Linked DNA regions of Salvelinus alpinus: region 1 is linked to region 2. The links are chromatin contacts, called in public Hi-C maps. All regions are on one chromosome and are shown on one strand. The core of a region is the stretch at or near the end of the contact, and the rest is flanking DNA. Distances in the headings are between cores, read along the strand shown. Region 1 holds the start of gpam (glycerol-3-phosphate acyltransferase, mitochondrial). Region 2 holds the start of med1 (mediator complex subunit 1).

Region 1 (2,969 bases), core at 230-2,729, 200 kb before region 2:
TCTGGTTTCACTTACGCCTGCCCCAAAAAAGCAGGGCAAACAGGGGTTTGGGACTTTGCTCATAGAAATCTTAACACGTATGGACGCTTCACTGATCCTGGTATAGGCATATGAATTGCCTGTGGCCATCAATATTTACAAAACAATCTAAGAGAGCTATTATCATTAATCCTATTAATGCTTCAATTGAAAGGACGTATGGGGCGGCAGGTAGCCTAGTGGTTAGAGCGTTGGACTAGTAACCGAAAGGTTGCAAGATCAAATCCCTGAGCTGACATGGTACAAATCTGTCGTTCTGCCCTGAACAAGGCAGTCATTGAAAATAATAATTTGTTCTAAATTGACTTGCCAAGTTAAATAAAAGGTCAAATAAAAAATTATAGATGTTGTACATTGACCTTTCACACATCTTGCAAGCTAGGCATACATATGAAAGGTACTGCACACATCGCTTATTGGACTCATGAACATACATTAATGTTTTCTTCCTAGAAAGGGAACGCTGAGTAGGTCGTTTGCATGCCAAAACATCTTATCCATGCGTGGGTGGCTACTAACTAGGTTAATCCGACTCACAAACTGCCTGTTAATCTTCACTAAACAGGTCAAATGAAGCCGGACAAGACAGATGCCATGGTGGGGGATGATAATGAAATCTTAACAAAAATGATTTCGCAAGTTGTTATAGTGAACATAAAAGTGACGTGTGAAGTAGCTTCATGGCTGAGTAAATTGCATAGGCAAGGACAGGTGCAGTGTTTAGCTATACAGCACAGGCTAGCTCACATTGTTGCCTGGTCATCAAATCACAGTTGGCTCGGTTGTTTAGATGGGATAGAGCTTTTGTCAAATTACGTCGAAAATAGTTTTTGCATTTGAGCTAACTTAACCCTCTTCCTGACCTTGTTATCCTAATGATCCTAACATAATACGTTAATAATTATAACCTGCTGCGTAAAATAGAAGTTGCCTAGGCAGCCGATAGTGCATGGAAATCCTCCTAAACCGGTTATTAAAGTAAATTTTGACAAAATCTGTAACCTTCTAGACAAAACCAGTTGACGTTAAGCTAACATAAGCTAGTACTATGACGCTATTTCATTCAATGGTCAACCTAATTCACACCATTCACTCAGGCTAGCTAGCTACCGTTAGTTTAGCTAGCTAGCATAATGGCTAGAACGACTATACAGAAACCCGCAGGCAACCGCACCGAACCGTTTAATCAACGTCGTGGTACAAGCCAACACAATATTAGCTAGCGTTAATATTTAAATAAAAAAGTTTCTCAGTCTTACCTTGTATACGACCTCTAGCTGCACCACCATGTCTTGTGAATATACCCCCGTTGGCGCAATGTTCTTCTTCGAGAGTTAATGGCAGACTATCATCAAAGATTTTTTTAAAGATAGACCAGAGCCTGTCGTTTCCAATGGCAGAAAATTAATCCTAGTTGGCCGAATAAGCAAGAAGGTGGGCAGAGACAAACACGAGAGGTGAGATCCTATTGGCGTGTTCTAGCATTTATTTGCATATTTCCATTAGGGAACGCCTACTATGTAAAGTGCACGTGTACAACAACTCAATTCGCCCATGCACTCCTTAACGCCTTTTTTACTTTGGCAAACTCTTCCAAACTCAGTCCACTCGGTTTGTTACAGATTCTAGTTTCGGAATCAGAAAACTGTAAGGAGATCAAATGTTTAATATATGCGAAAATATGCAGAATGGCAGACAAAATCCATCTCGCTCCATCTTCTCCCACTGCCGGCCACTGGGCTTCCGCTCATCACCATATTTGGTAGTGAGTGGAAACGGGAACCGGTCGCTTCACATTTTTACATCCGGTGAAATATCTGGCTCATTGTTTTTTCTGTGCTACAATCTATTGAACAAAGTAGGTTAGTTAGAAATCTATTTCATACTGGTGTATTGCCGCCACCTACTGTACCGGGTGAACAACAAGAAAAAAAAATCCATTGCAGGAAAGATGGCTCCCGCGAGAGTTTGAAAATGTTCCCTTTGGGGTGGCAAAGGTTTGACGGTGCTAAATTGTTCCCTACAAGCCCCTGATCAAATTGATATATGATAGCCTCTACGGAAGCGTTCTATGTTTTTCACACCTTTATATAACTTGTTGAATAGGAGTCAATGGTCACAGGCTGATAAAGGCATATAATTAGGAATTAGAATACTTAATAGTAATTTATTAGGATCTCTATGGATAAAGGAGAAAAGTTGGAACGTTCACATGCTCATTGAAAATTATTGTATCAAACAACAATGGAACATTCTATTGAGTGGAGTGGATTTGGTAAATGTTTGCCATCAGATCTAATGATTTACCTAGACTGACTCATCATTGAAACAACAGTGTTACAAATAGCAGAACTACATATTTGTTTTATGGAAATTGGTCATACTGGGAAATAATAGTCCATGAGATGTAAATACAGTAGCATCTTGTGTTTTCTACAGTAGTTGCCACCTGTAATAGTCTGTTGTATAGCAATACTCATCATGCTAAAATGAAAGGTGTGCTCTGTCATTTGTTGAGTTGTCCCCAGAAAGATTTAGGTAAACACAAATGATCTCTAAAAAGGAACATTGGTGATTATAATCTATTCTGTCCCTGACCATCATGATCTTAATATTATGCTCTCTAACCTTACATGTTACAGTGAGCTCCAAAAGTATTGGGACGGTGACAATTTTGTTGTTGTTTTGGCTCTGTACTTCAGCACTTTGGATTTGAAATGATACAATGACTATGATGTTAAAGTGCCGACTGTCAGCTTTAATTTAAGGGTATTTTCATCCATATCGGGTGAACCGTTTAGAAATCTACAGCACTTTTTGTACATAGTCCCCCCATTTTAGGGGACAAATTCACTTATATTTTTTATTTAACCTTTATTTAACCAGGTAGGCTAGTTGAGAACAAGTTCTCATTTACAACTGTGACCTGG
Region 2 (3,073 bases), core at 459-2,958:
AGAAGTGCCCGTGGAACACTTTCAACGAATAGGACAGGTTGTCTTAGTGATCAATCAATAGAGACAAAGTCTCTCTTCGGGGTCTCACCTTTCAGTGCTTTCTGCAGGGTCTCTAGACAGGTGAGCAGGAGCTGGTGACCAGCCGCATTCATCTGACCACGTTTCTCCTGTGACAGAAGAAACAAGAGGGGGGAAGGATTAGAGGAGAGTAAAGATTTTCTAACTCATGTATGTATATTTGGGTTCACCCCAATGAAGTTCTATTGACTAAAACGTTGGTTTTAAGATCCATTAATCACATTGTAGAGCATGCAAGAATGCCAGTGAGCCAGAGTCTCTTTTTCCACCTGTATGCATGTCCTGAATATATCTTCCATAGTCTATAAAGTGTGCAACCGAACCAATTAACACTCTTTTCCTAACTCTATATATTTAGCATTCCATAATTTCCTCTTTTCTTATTATTTCATTCACACATGCTCTCCATCTTCTCACCATAGCCTGGCGCACCACCTTGCTGGTCTCCTGCCAAGGCCGTGAGGCATTGTGTTTGGCATGGAGTCTCTCCAACAGAGCGTTCACGCGACTCTGCTTCTCGGCTTCTGTGAATAAACAAGGTGCACAACGGAGCGAGATTGTAAGTTACACAACATTCAATTTGAATTACAGCACTTTAGTGTTCAATGACTGACATTCCAAGAGAACAATATCAGCTAGTTTTAATAACATCCTAATTACATAGCTAACTACATCATTTGTTGACATTGTGTCCTACACAAAACGTAAACACAGTGGAATTGATGGAGTAGGCTTAGCTTTGATGATACCAAGAGAGTTCACTGAGTTTTTTTACATTGCGCTCTCAAGAGGGTCCAGCACAATGTAGAAATGTTGCATCGAAGTTAGAGTAGACTATGTAATAAGTCCTTTGGGGGGGGGGGGGGGGGGGTATGGTAGATTAATAGCCAAGCCTGACAGTCTATATCTGCATAATGAACTATTGATAAGAATGGTGCAGATACATGCATGACTCTCGGACGGTGGTTGTGTTGCGAACTAGGTCAACTGGCTTGGACTTGATTGCCTACAACGTATCTAGTACAAGAAAGTGGCTAGGTAGCTAATGTCCGCTTAACTAATCCAGGTACATTTAATATAGTTGGCAGTAACAGTACTGTATTTAAATACAAATTGCCCGTAGAAAAACATAATGATGTATTACAGTAGCTAGCTAGCATGATAACTACAATGCTGGCTATGTAGCTAATATAGCTCACGAATACCCTAGCTACCATTAGCATGCTCTCAGCTTGTTGTGACTGATCTGACAACAAATATCTGACCCTAGCGTAACCACACTAGCTCCGATTGCACATATATGATACAACTCACCTGTCCCTTCTTCAGCTTTTACCCGATCTACAAGAGCCTGGTTCCCCCCAGATTGTGTTGAAAGGGTAAGTTCTCTTGCTGGGTTTGGGCTACAGCCCTGCATAGAAACCGCCGCCATCTTCACTAGCTAGCGTCTTTTTGCTAGCTACACTGTCGCTTCGCACTGGACTTCCGTAGTGGGTGGGACGTCGTTGTCAAAGATGTTATAACTAACCCCAAGATAGACCACAGCATGTAGTTTCGAACGGGAGCAAATAAGAAGGTGGGCAGAGCCAAGCACTAGCTAGCCAGATCCTATTGGCGCATTCTAGCATGTATTTGCGTTTTTACGTTAGGGAACTCCTACCCTGTGAAGTGCGCGTGTGCAATAACTAAATTAGCCCTTGCACTCCTAAACAACGCAATAAAATGAATAAAAACGTTGGCAAAGGTCAAGTCTACAAAACGTAGTCCATTCTGTTCGTAACATATTTTATTTTTGGGAACACAAAACTGTATTGAGATCAAATGTTTAGCAGAATATCGGTCAAAATCCATCTCGCTCCATCTCCCACTGCCGGCCATTGGGCTTCTTGGAAACACCAACCACATGCTTCAGATGTATATATCCGGTGAAACATCTGGCTCATTGTTCTATCGGTGTCGGAGGTCTCGTTGTTCAAATTATATCGTCAAATTGTATTTGTCACATGCGCCGAATACAACTGGTGCAGACTTTGCGGTGAAATGCTTGCTCACGAGCCCTTCCCAACGATGCAGGGTTAAAAATAAAAACACATTTAAAAAAAAAAAAAAAGTAGTAACTAAAATAAGATAGGCTACACATGAATGGAGCTATATACAGGGAGTACCAGATCAATGTAAGAGGCACGAGGTTTTTGAGGTAGATATTTACATGAAGGCAGGGTAAAGGGACTATAGTAGGCATCAGGATTGATGATAATAATACGAGTAAAATAAAATAACAGGTTAGCAGCCGCAAATGATGACTATAAACGTGTGTGTATGCATGTGTATCAAATCAAATGTGTTCAAACTTTATCCATCACATACACATATTTAGCAGACGTTATTGCGGGTGTAGCAACATGCTTGTAAATGTGAATGTGTGGGATTTTTGTGTGAGAGTTTCAGTGTAGTGTGTGAGTGAGTGTGTACAGTATATGGTGTGTATAGTCTAGTGAGTGTGTGTAGGGTCAGTGCAAGATAGAGTCAGTACCGCTAGTTTGGGTACCATTAATGTACTATTTAGCAGTCTTATGTCTTGGGGGTAGAAGCTGTTTCGGAGCCTGTTGTTCTGAGAGCTGACGCTCTGGACCGTTTGCCAGATGATACCAGAGTGAACAGGCGCTGAATGGTTGCTGGAGTCTTTGGCCATTTTTCGGGCCTTCCTCTGACTCCGCCGGATAAAGAGGTCCTAGATGACATGGTGCATTTGCTATAGCAAGCGTTGATGCAGCCAGTCAAGATGCTCTCGTCTCGATGTTGCAGCTGTTTAACTCTTTGAGGATCTTTTCAGCGTCCTGAGGGGGAAGAGGCACTGCCGTGCCCGCTTCACGACTGTGCGGTGTGTGTGGACCATGTTAATGTAATAGTATAGCTTCCGCCCCTCTCCTCGCCTCTACCTGTTCTCGAACCAGGGACACTCTCCACACATTGACAACTGACACCCACGAAGCAT

The links. Hi-C and Micro-C count contacts between places; a contact is called where the count stands out from the background.
Region 1: a Hi-C map of muscle shows a contact between it and region 2, with 9 times the contacts expected there. The contact joins the promoter of gpam here to the promoter of med1 in region 2. A contact is called at or near these places in 2 of 3 Hi-C or Micro-C datasets (muscle and red muscle).

The regions. Positions count from the first base shown.
Region 1 is chr3:27,254,572-27,257,540 of SLU_Salpinus.1, reverse strand. gpam (glycerol-3-phosphate acyltransferase, mitochondrial) reads right to left here and starts at 1,479. Exons shown (of 21, transcript XM_071392356.1): 1 at 1,299-1,479.
Region 2 is chr3:27,051,870-27,054,942 of SLU_Salpinus.1, reverse strand. med1 (mediator complex subunit 1) reads right to left here and starts at 1,708. Exons shown (of 16, transcript XM_071392353.1): 1 at 1,393-1,708; 2 at 496-602; 3 at 89-167. The coding sequence starts at 1,510.